2 separate regions of the Ovis aries genome follow, and region 1 is linked to region 2. Evidence: chromatin contacts called from public Hi-C data. All regions are on one chromosome and are shown on one strand. The core of a region is the stretch at or near the end of the contact, and the rest is flanking DNA. Distances in the headings are between cores, read along the strand shown.

The links. Hi-C and Micro-C count contacts between places; a contact is called where the count stands out from the background.
Region 1: a contact with region 2 is called in a Hi-C map of skin fibroblasts, with 2.7 times the contacts expected there. The contact joins the enhancer-like site here to the promoter of IRS2 in region 2. A contact is called at or near these places in 3 of 16 Hi-C or Micro-C datasets (hypothalamus, skin fibroblasts and tail adipose tissue).

What each region holds. Positions count from the first base shown.
Region 1 is chr10:84,227,910-84,233,218 of ARS-UI_Ramb_v3.0, forward strand. No RefSeq gene overlaps it. Among named protein-coding and RNA genes, the nearest start is that of COL4A1, 140 kb to the right of the region's middle. Within about 2 kb of position 2,237, at least 16 of the 54 cell types and tissues checked have an H3K27ac peak or open chromatin away from gene starts, as enhancers often do. A contact at or near this core is called in hypothalamus, where this site is marked.
Region 2 is chr10:84,030,679-84,036,072 of ARS-UI_Ramb_v3.0, forward strand. IRS2 (insulin receptor substrate 2) reads right to left here and starts at 3,544. Exons shown (of 2, transcript XM_027973785.3): 1 at 1-3,544. The coding sequence starts at 3,249.

The DNA of each region.
Region 1 (5,309 bases), core at 987-3,486, 200 kb after region 2:
CTGGCATCTCCAGATCAGCCCAGCTCTAGGCAGTTTCACAGAAGAACCCCGAAGATGACTAAGGGTTTCTGAGGAGAAATTAGGCAATGAGATTAGACTATTTAGTCTGGAAATAAAGGTTATGAGGCTGCTGTGTATCTTCACGCATGATGCAACCTCATATCTCGGTATCCGTGGAAGACAGACAGACAGAGGAAATGAGCTCTGCACCGGTCTGCTGAGGAGCAGGGTAGTAACCGTCCAGCATGTGGGTCAGGGAGAAACAGCAGAGCCCAGAGAAACTCCTGGGCTCCCCCTGCCTCATTTTTTGGTTTTTATTTCTTGCCACTGGCTAGTTCTAAGATTATTAAATGTGTACATGCTCATGCTGTGCACTTTCCAAGCACAGATTATCTAACGTGTTTGTGTGTGCATGTCACTGCCAACAGCACGCACGGCAGGGCTGTGGCCTGAGGACGGATGGGCAGGAGGCTCTCCCTTTACCACTGGGACTCAGGCACCTTCGTGGACCGGCGTCTGCACAGCCATCGCCTCACGAGAAGTCTTAGGTGTTCACCGCGTGTGCGTGCTCCCTGAGCTCACCAGACCACCCTCCAGTGTCTCCATCTTGTCCAGAACTTGTGTCTGCCTCACCACACACTTGCAGGAGTGTGTCCACACTCTGAGACAAGCTAGAGGGATGGGATAGGGAAGGGAGGCGGGATGGAGGTTCAGGAGGAAGGGGACATGTGTATTCCGACAGGCAACTCATGTTGATGTGTGGCAAAAGCCATCACAATATGGTAAAGTAATTACACCCTAATTAAAAATAAAAATAAATGCATAAAAGAAAGTCCATTCCTAGGAAGGGAGTCACTGGATAAAAGACAACTTTATCTTTAACCCCTTTAGTATGAACACACAGTCACACCTCCAGGTTGCTATTAAAGTAAACCCAGGGTGCTCACACTTGACTGTGCGTCTTCCCCACGTGAAAGGCCCGTCACACATGGATATCCGCTCTCAGCTCTTCAGGGTTGCTGGGCTGGAAGGTCTGGGCTAGGGCCCTATGGTCTGTGTCTGTAACAAGGTCCCCAGGGCTGCTCTTGCTGCTGGTCTGGGGCCTGAACTCTGCGAACCACTGAATTAAGCCATCGATTTGCTTCCGAGAGAGTTGGTGTCCTCTCTTTTCTGAATGTGCCGGGACCATGACTTGCATCTCAGACTTCCCTACCCTGTCCCTGCCAAGGTGAGCGGGCAGACAGGCCCCTGGGGAAGAGCGGGCCAGCCCACCGCCCACTGCAGCCCACTGGGAGCTCTCGCATCTCAAGGCGCCCTGCCGCACCTGTCCCTGCTCAGAGGGTGCCCCCAGTGCCACACGGCTTCCCAGGCACGTGGCACACCTTCTGGGCATGTTCCCTCCCATCTTTTTCATGATGTCCAAGGTGGAAAACACCAACCACTGTCAGCAGCAGTCTTGACACTCAGTTTCTTTTAGGACAATCTCGCCCCACAATATGGCTGGGAAACCTCAGACGGTGCCCTCTCCCAGGGCTGGCCGAGCTTGCGGTCACGATGAGATTAGACTCCACAGCGTGCAGCTTGTCTGCACCTCTTAGATGCCACATGTTTAACTCCAGGACAGGGGCCGAGGTGCAGAGGGTGGATGCGAGTCCTGCGTGTGAGTCCTGGGGTCACACAGGGCCCACTTTACCCGGTGATGAGGCTCCATCCTCGGGACCGCAGGACGTCTCCAAGAGGCCGCCCTGACTCAGGACCGTCTCTATATCACAGGGCTCAGAGAGGCTGGGCTGGATTGCTGACCACACTTTGGGAGGATAAAACGCTGGGTGCCCTGAGGTAAGGGTCTGCCGTGGCACCTGGGTCTTGGGTCAGCCTCTGGAGACTGGCAGCTGGCCCCTGAGGAAGCCTGGCGGCCGCCCCCCACCACCCTCAGGGTCCTTCACCCCTCCTGGAGCAATGCCAGGCCTCCGAGGGTCTCTGAGAGATTGTAGCTGAGCTGGAACCCCCTCCAGACACCGGCATGTGTGGGGGAGGAGTTCCACATAGGAAAGTGTGGAGGTTGCAAGCACGTGGACCCCAGCAGCCAGTGTATTTACATGTGTGTGCGTGCACGGTGTGTGCGTGTGTGAGGGTGTGTGTGTGTGCGCGCGCGCGCGTGCATGTGTGAGCATGCGCTGGAAGGCAGGGGGCAGGGCAGGAGGCCTGAGCGTCCGGGCAGGCAGGGCCTGGCCGGGCCTCTGCAGAGCCGCCCTCCTGGGACAGGGCGTGTTTGCGAGGAGTGGGGGCTGCTTGACGCGGGCTGTGCTGCCCCCTCGTGCCCGTCTCGGAGAATAACGGCCTCCTGGGAGCATCTCGGTCGGACCCGGCGGATGGTCGGCTGGCTCCGGTCCTGGGTGTTCAGCCTCTGGACTTAGACAAGGAAGAACACATGGGGTAGGCAGGGGTCAGTGGCAGCCGAGAGCGCCCACCCTCTGAAGCCCCTCTGTAAGCGGGCCCCTGCTGGATCTGAGGGGCCAGGAGGGCCCTGTTGGGTCCAGCATCAGACGGCAAGGCCCACGTTCCAGGCTCCTTCCCCGTGGGCATCCCCGCTGACCTCCCTGGAGATCAGGCCCTTGCAGAGACAGCCCTTGTCATCAAGAATCGAGCAGCTCCCCTGAATGTCTGACACTTTCTTGTGTTGTTTGGTCTGAAGCTGCCATGTGACTTCCTCACGCCCCACAGATACACATGGAAACTACTGGAGCCTTTTATGGGAATAAGGAGACACACCAAGTGCCTTCCCCCAGGTCTGGGTGCCCTCGGGTCCCGGGCTCGGCCTGCCTGGGAGACAAGTTCCCCACCTCCGGAGTTACTAGTCCACTTTCTACTTTTCTTCAATTCCAAGAAGACTGCACTGCATCATCTTTAAATATAATGGATTCTGAAAGCATACTTTTCCCCACATCCTCAGAGCGTGCTTACGACGTCATTTAACGGCTCATTACTATTCTTCTCTGTTTAAAACAGTTTGTTCAGGTTGTTCTGTTTTTTTTTCCTTGTCTGCTATAGGACAGGTTTTAGGACGTCATTAATGGTTTTCAGGGTTATACCTCCAGATGCCGTGACCTGAACGCGTAGCAAGACTCGGTACTTTCCTGTCGGTCCAGGGGTTAAGACTCTGCGTGCTTCCAACACAGGGGCATGGGTTTGATCTCTGGTCAGGGAAGTCAGATTCCATATTTCTCAGGGCAGAAATAAATAAAGGAAAGATCATCATAGATCACTTTAATATATATGTCCTCACGCTCCATGGATATATATATATATATATATTTAGCTGTGCTATGCACATTTATGGGCTTCGCAGGTGGCTCAGTGCTAAAGAATCTGCCTCCCAATGCAGGGGACATAGGTTCAATCCCTGGGTCGGGAAGATCCCCTGGAGAAGGGAATGGCAACCCACTCCACTCACTATTCTTGCCTGGAGGATCCCACGGACAGAGAAGCCCGGCGGGCTGCAGCCCATGGGGTCACACATGCAATGAAGACCCCGCCTGCCACAGCTAAGGCCTGATGCAGCGAATAAATATTTTTTAAAAACGCAGACACACAGAGGGAAGAGAAGGAGTAAAGGTGTCTGGACTCTGCAAACAGATGGAAAATACAGTGAGAAACAGACCCTTCTCAATATAAATTCTTCTTCGGATGGCAGTGATGAAACAGAATGCTTTAGATAGGAGCAAATAAAGTAACTCACGCGCTCTCCGTGTCCCGTTCGAAGTTCCAGTCTAAGGCTGCAGGGTCTGGGATGTCGTGTGGGTCTGACCAGCCACAAGGACTGGACAGGGAGGGTCCAAGCAGGCATCGCTCGTCTGCCGGCTCCTTGATCTTGGACTTCAGCCTCCGGACCTGTGAGGAATCGATTTCTGTGGTTCATAAGCCGCCCTGTCTGTGACGTTGTGCCGAAGCAGCTGAAACAGACCAAGGCGTTTGCTGTCTCTAGGAGTCGCCCGGCCCTGGGAAGGGCAGTGCCTCCAGCACCGGCCAGTTCCCAGATGCGAAGCGTCAGAAAGCACAGAGAACAGAAGGCGCGATTAGCCAGGCTGCTCTCGGCTCGCGGCGGAAGCGCGCTGGGGGACCCTTCATTTCCACGGCTGCTGGCTGGTCTCTTGGTAGGGCTGTTTCGCTGTCTTCACACAAATGACACGATTCATCGTTTCGAGACAAAGGAAAAAAAATCAAAGGATCCTTACGTATTGGAAAGTGCTCAGCCTCGCTTGTAACCTCGTAACAGGACAAACGAAACCAGACATCTTTTGCCTCTAGACATTTCTAGAAAGCTTCCTTGTCCATGCTGTTATGGAGGCTGAGTGGCATCTTGAGTTTCGCTGGTGCGCACATCAGTCTGGACGTGAAGGGAAAATTCACAACGTTGGTCAGAATTTCAAATGCTAACGCCCTGTGACCAGAAACCAATTTCTAGGCAGTTACTCTGCAGACGTGCCTGCCAGGGTAGTTTACAGCAGGCTCGCTGGTGACAGTGAATGTTAGGAAAACAACCCCTAAGTCCACAGATGGGGACAAGTCAGAATGAGCAGGGGCTTCCAGGAAGCATGCTACCATGCAGGGTCAGAAACATCCTCTGGAGGAGGCCATGGCAACCCCCTCCAGGATTCTTGCCTGGAGCATCCCATGGACAGAGGAGCCTGGCAGCTACAGCCCACGGGGTCGCAAACAGTCAGACCCGACTGAGTGACTGGCACTTTCACTTTAAAATGAGTGGGATGCATCCTTGCCGCAGTGCGTGCAGCTTAAGGAAGACGGGGGAGGTTCTCTGTGCAGGAGCGCTTGCAGACCACCATGCTGGAGTCAACGGTAATAAACCAGTTAACGAAAGAAGCCACGTTCAGAAGTGTGCACACCGTGAAAACGCTCATCTTGAAAAAGGGGGAAATAAAAGTATAGTTTTTATCTTGTCTGTGTTTTCAGAAACACGGAGCGCGTGAGTGAGTAGAGATAGAGTTCTCCTGGGATGGGGGGAGGGGCACTAGGGGGGAAGACGGAGGAGGGGAGAGGTTCCTCAGAGCTGCTCTTTTTATACATTTTTAAACCATGCTAATATGTTACTCAAAAATGCATTAAATGATTTTCTTTAAAATACAGGTTTAACACATTTGTCTGGACTTCAGCTGGTGAGTTCCAGGTGTGGTGTGGAGCCCCCTCAACTGTGCGACCTCCGTAAAGATGGGGTGCTCTGTAGCTAAGAGGGGTCCGCACCTGCTCCTTCCCTAGAGGTCATGTAAGAACCACGTCCATGGAGCACAAGT
Region 2 (5,394 bases), core at 2,294-4,793:
GCTGCTCACGCGGGCACCGTCGGGCTTTGGGGGCGCCACAATTGGTTGTGGCGGGGTGGCGGCCACGCCAAAGGCCATCTCGGTGTAGTCACCATTGTCCCCCGTGTCCGAGGACGAGGAGGCCGCGCCCGGGCCCTTGGAGGCGGGTGCCGCAGGCAGGCGGTACAGCTCGCCTGGCGGGGGCGGCGGCGGCGGCGGCTGCAGGGCCGAGGAGGGGGCGGCCGGGCGCGGGGGCAGTGGCGGGTACACGGAGGCCTCGGGGGACAACAGGGCGTCCAAGGAGCCTACGGGGTCGCGGCCCTGGGCGCCCGGCTGCGGCGACTTAGGCGAGCTGAAGTCGAGGTTCATGTAGTCGGAGAGCGGGGAGCGCTGCCGGCTGTCCCCGCTCGTGCCCGGGGTGCCGGAGCCCAGGGACGAGGCCGGGCTGCTGGCGGACAACAGCGAGGACGACGAGGCGGCCGAGGCCAGGAGTGGGGGCGCGGGCGGCGACAGGCGCGCGCCGGCCTCCCCGAAGTCGATGTTAATGTACTCGCCTGGACTCCTGGGCTCGGGGGGCAGCGGGTACTCGTGCATGCGGGGCAGGGCCGGCAGCCCCTCCAGGGACAGGCGCGTGGGCCTCACTGCCCGGCAGCGCTGGGCCAGGAAGCCGTCGGGGCGGCTGCCTCCGCCACCGCCGAGCCTCCCGGGAGAAGGCACGGCGGGATGAGGTGGCTGGGGGTGGCCGCTGCCAGCCGCCGCGGCCGGGAAGGCACTGGCCGGCTGCGCGGGGCCGGGGGCCGGCTCCAGCTGCTCCTCCTCCAGGACCCGGCCCACAGGCGAGCTCATGAGCACGTACTGGTCGCTGTCGCCGTGGCAGGCGTGGGGGGCCTTGTAGGAGCGGGGCAGAGAGCTGTAGCAGTAGCCGGGCATGCCCCGCAGCGTCTCCCCCGCGGCCGAGAAGAAGTCGGGCGGGGTGCCCGTGGTGCCCGCGTCGCTGGGGGACATGTTGAGGTAGTCCCCGTTGGGCAGCAGCTTGCCGTCGGCGCTCTCCATGGACAGCTTGGAACCACACCACATGCGCATGTACCCGCTGTCCTCGGGGGAGCTCTCGGCCGGGGAGCCGGTCTTGTAGCCGCCCGCAGTGCCCGGGAAAGCTCTGCCGGCCGCCGACGCGGGCGTGGGCCCCGCGGCCCCCGCAGGGGGCAAGGCGGCGGGTGCGGGCCGCGGCTGCAAGATCTGCTTCGGGGCCGACACGCTGGTGGGGCTCATGGGCATGTAGTCGTCGCCCCTGCAGCTCCCGCCGCCCGTCCGCAGGGGGGCCACGCCGGGGGTCATGGGCACGTAGCCGTCGTCCGTGCCCAGGTTGCTGCTGGAGCTGCGGTGCGAGCCGATCTCGATGTCGCCGTAGTCCTCAGGGTACGGGTGGTAGGCCACTTTGGGAGAAGACGCGGGGCAGGATGGGCACAGGCGGCCGGAACTGCCCGAGAAGGTGGCCCGCATCAAGGTGTACTCATCCAGGGACGCGGAGGACGGCTGGGGCGCGGGCCGCTGCCGGGCAGGCGTGGTCAGCGAGTAAGTCCGCTTTCTCAGCCCTCGGTCCAAGTCTGGGGCGCCGTCCCCGGAGACCCTGCGGTAGGCGCGGCCGCCGCAGTGGCTCAGCGGCCGCTCCATGGTCATGTAGCCGTACAGCTCGCCCGCGCTGCCGTCCCGCGCCGGGGGCGTCTCAGCGATGGACTCGGGCGTGTTGCTCCGGTGGCCGCAGTAGACCCTCAGGTCCCCGGGGCTGGAGCCATACTCGTCCAAGGACATGAAGCCGGGGTCGCTGGGGGAGCCCGAGGCCGAGGCGCTGCCGCTGGAGGGGCGCTGGGGGTGCAGGGGGTGCTGCAGGTGCGGGTGCGGGCCGGGGGGCGGCGGGTAGGAGCCCGAGCCGTGCCCGCTGCTGGACGACAGGCTGCCGGGGCTGGTAGCCGCCGGGGGCGAGTGCGCCACGGGCATGGACATGGAGCGGCTGTGCTGCAGGCCGCCCCCTGCCGGCGCCAGCGCCGCCTTGCCCGCGCGGCCGCCGCTCAGCGTGTGCGAGCGGCTCAGGGGCGCGCGCACCGGGCCCGGGCTCAGGGGGCTGCCCGCCGCCGCCCCGGCCCCCGCCGCCGCCCCCGCCGCGGCGCCGCCGTCGCCCTCGCTGGCTGTGCGCACCCGGCACGCGCTGCACTTGGCGGCGGGCGGGGTGGCGGCCAGGCTGTCGGTGCGCGAGCGGCGCACCAGCCCCGTCTGGCTCGGGGGCAGGTTGACCAAGTGGTGGTGGCGGCGCGCACCGGGCACGCTGATGGGGTGCGTGGCCGACGAGCCGGACGACTGGCTCTTGCTGCGCGGCCGGAACTCGAAGAGCTCCTTGAGCGCCTTCATGGCCTCCAGGATGGTCTCGTGGATGTTCTGCGCCACCACCGAGTCGTCCGCCTGCATCCACAGCTCGCCGGGGCCCGTCACGGCCGAGCGGCCCACCTCGATGAAGAAGAAGCTGTCCGAGTGGCCGCAGCGGCGGATGCTCATGAGCTGCAGCGTCACCGACGGCTGCTCGCAGTTCAGCTTCACGAAGCCGATGGTGCGCGCCGACAGGCACAGGCGGTACACGCCCGTCAGGTTCTTGCTCTGGCCCAGGCCCTTGGGCTTCAGGTTTACCTGCCACACCTCGCGGTAGGCGGCCGTGGCGGGCGCCACCAGCCCGTAGCTGTCATCGGCCGCGGCGGCGCCCGCCGAGCCGCCCAGGGCGCCGGGCAGGGAGGCGCTGCAGGACCCGGAGGTGGCGGCGGCGGCGGGGGGCGCGTCGCCGGCGCCCGCGCGGCCCTCGCTGACCAGGTCGGTGAGCGCGCGGTACCAGCCCTCCTGCTCCTGCTCGTTCTCGGCTGCCACGGCGAAGTACTCGTCCTTGGTGTAGAGGGCGATCAGGTACTTGTGCTTGGCGTCGGCGCGCTTGTTGATGTTCAGGCAGCAGTCGAGCGCGATGACCCGCTTCGGGGCGCCCGCCTTGCTCCGCCACTTCTTCTCGCTCTCGTAGTACTCGAGCCGCGGCGGCTGCGGCGCCGGGCCCCCGCCCGCCTCGTCGCCGCCCGCGCCGGGCCCGCGCAGCACGAAGAAGCGCTTGTGGCCGTGCTTCTGCTTGCGCAGGTAGCCGCACTTGCGCACGCTGTGGTTGTTGTTGTTGTTGTTGTTGTTGAGGTTGGGGCCGTCCCCGCCCGCCGGCCCGGGGGGCCCGTGCTCCGGCGGGCTCGCCATCGCGGGCGCTTCAGGCCGCGCGGCCCGGCCCGGCTTGGAGGGGCCGGGGGCGGGGCTGGGGGTCGGGGGGGGGGCGGAGTGCAGGGGGGCGCGGGCGGCTCCCCACCACCCCCTGCTCGCGCGCCGGAGCCCGCGTCCCTCGGGCCCAGGAGGTGGGGAAGGTTGGGCACGGGAGGCCCCGCGGGGGCAGGCACCCGTGCGGTGGCGCAGCGCCCTCCGCGATCCGGGGCCCCAGAAGGTGCCCGGCGCGGGCGGTGGCTGCCGCCCCCCCTCCTTCCCCGCGGCCCGGCTTGCCCGCGGCCGCTGCCTCCCGGGCTCTCGGGCGGCGCCTGGGGGACTCGCTGGCTGGGCCGAGAGTCGGGGTCCCCGAGCCGCGGGGCCGAGCCTACGGCGCGCGCGGCCGAATGGGTCCCGCCGCCGCGCTGCGCTCCGGGGTGCCGGGGTGTGCCCGGGGACTCGGGGTCCGCGCCGCCGCCGCCGGGGCTGCCGCTGCCGCTGCCGCCGCTGCTACTGCCGCTGCCAACGGCGACCCGGGCTCGTCGCGGTCCCCGCCGCACAGTGAGTAACACATCGCGCACCGAGTGACTGAACTAAGAAGAGCAAAACAACATGTGACTCGCCGTTACGCAGGCACACACGGCGCGGCCGCCCCGCCCCGCCGCCCGCATTGGCGCCGCGCCCCCCGACGGACGGCGCGCGCGGCCAATGGGCGCGGGCCGCGGGGAGGGCGGGCCGCGCGTCCCCACCCCGCCCCCCTTTCTCCCGGGGCCGCGTTTCCCGCCGTCCCCTCCCCCGCCCCCTCCCGCGGGGGGCCCGGGCCGGGGCGGGGCGGGGCGCGGCGGGGCGGGGGCGGCCGGGCCTCATTAATCAGAGGCTCGTTGCGGAGGCCCGCGGAGGAGATGCCACCCAGGGCGGGAAAAGGGGCGCGCGGGAGGGGCGGGCGCCGGCCGCCGCGCGCAGGGCCCGGCCCTCCCGCCTTTGACTCAATTAATTGGGCTCGGAGCTTCCGCCGGGGAGGGGGCGCTGCAGGGGGCGGGGGCCGACCGAGATCAAGGGGCAAGACCGCCAGCCCAGGCTCGGGGCTTGGGAGGGGGCGGTGGCACCCCCCCAACCCCCGGGCCCCGCACCGCCTCGCCGCCGCCGCACTGGCTGGGGCCTGGAGGAGGCAGTGAACTCGGCTGCCCCCCTCGAAATTCCCTCCGCCCGCAGCACACACTTCGGCGCGCGGATCCGGCGCCCGGGCTGGGGGTGGGCGCGCGTCCCCACCACCACCACCCCCGCCTCTGCGGGTTCGCGCCAGGGTGGTTCCCTTGGTGCCCGGCCCGCGGCTTGTTTACAAGCATCCCATTAGTCACCGGTGAGCTCAGGATCGATAGCAGCTTCTAGCCCCTTCCTGGAAGGGGAGCCGTGGTCGGCAAGGGGCGCGGATGGGGGCGCCCCCAGCCCCGGGCCGCGCGGGCCCCAGGCGCTCCCGGGGTCCCGCCGCTCAGGGCTGCCCTTCCCCCGCACCCGATCGTGGGCCCTTTCCGGGGCGTCATCAGCGCCATTCACTTGCATGTTCTCGGGAAGTTGAAATCGTCTGTTTAGATGTAACAGGAGAAAGGGGAGGGCGAGCAGGCGGAGAAGACTGCAGTATCCATCGTGCCGGGAAGAGGGCGGGCTCCGGCGAGCCGAGCCGGGTCCCCGCGGCCGGCCAGCACCCCGCCGACCCCCGGCCCCGCGCGCCGAGGCGCGGGAGTGGGCGTCTCCGGACCTACGCGCCCGCAGCGGGTGCTGCGTGAAAGATCCCCTTGGATGCTTCAGATATTTCCATCTACGTGGCGTCTGTGACTTTCAAAGTCGATTACAAATTAGGACCCACCATATAACGCGTCTCCTAAATGACTGTGAGGGCTGCTGTTGAGGGTGGGAGTGCCCGAGTTCAGATCCGAGCAGGCTACGAATCCTGCGGAAACGAAAAAGGCTATAGACACAAGCCTTGGTCGGGTTTTTTGGTTTGTTTTTAATTGCGTCTTCATGAAATGATTTGAAACAAAAAAATTTTTTTTAACTCCTGGAAGTTTGCCTTTGAATGCCATCTATACCTTACAAAAGTCTTCGTTTCCAATGTCATGGAAGTCTTACATTGAAGAAAAATAATTTAAG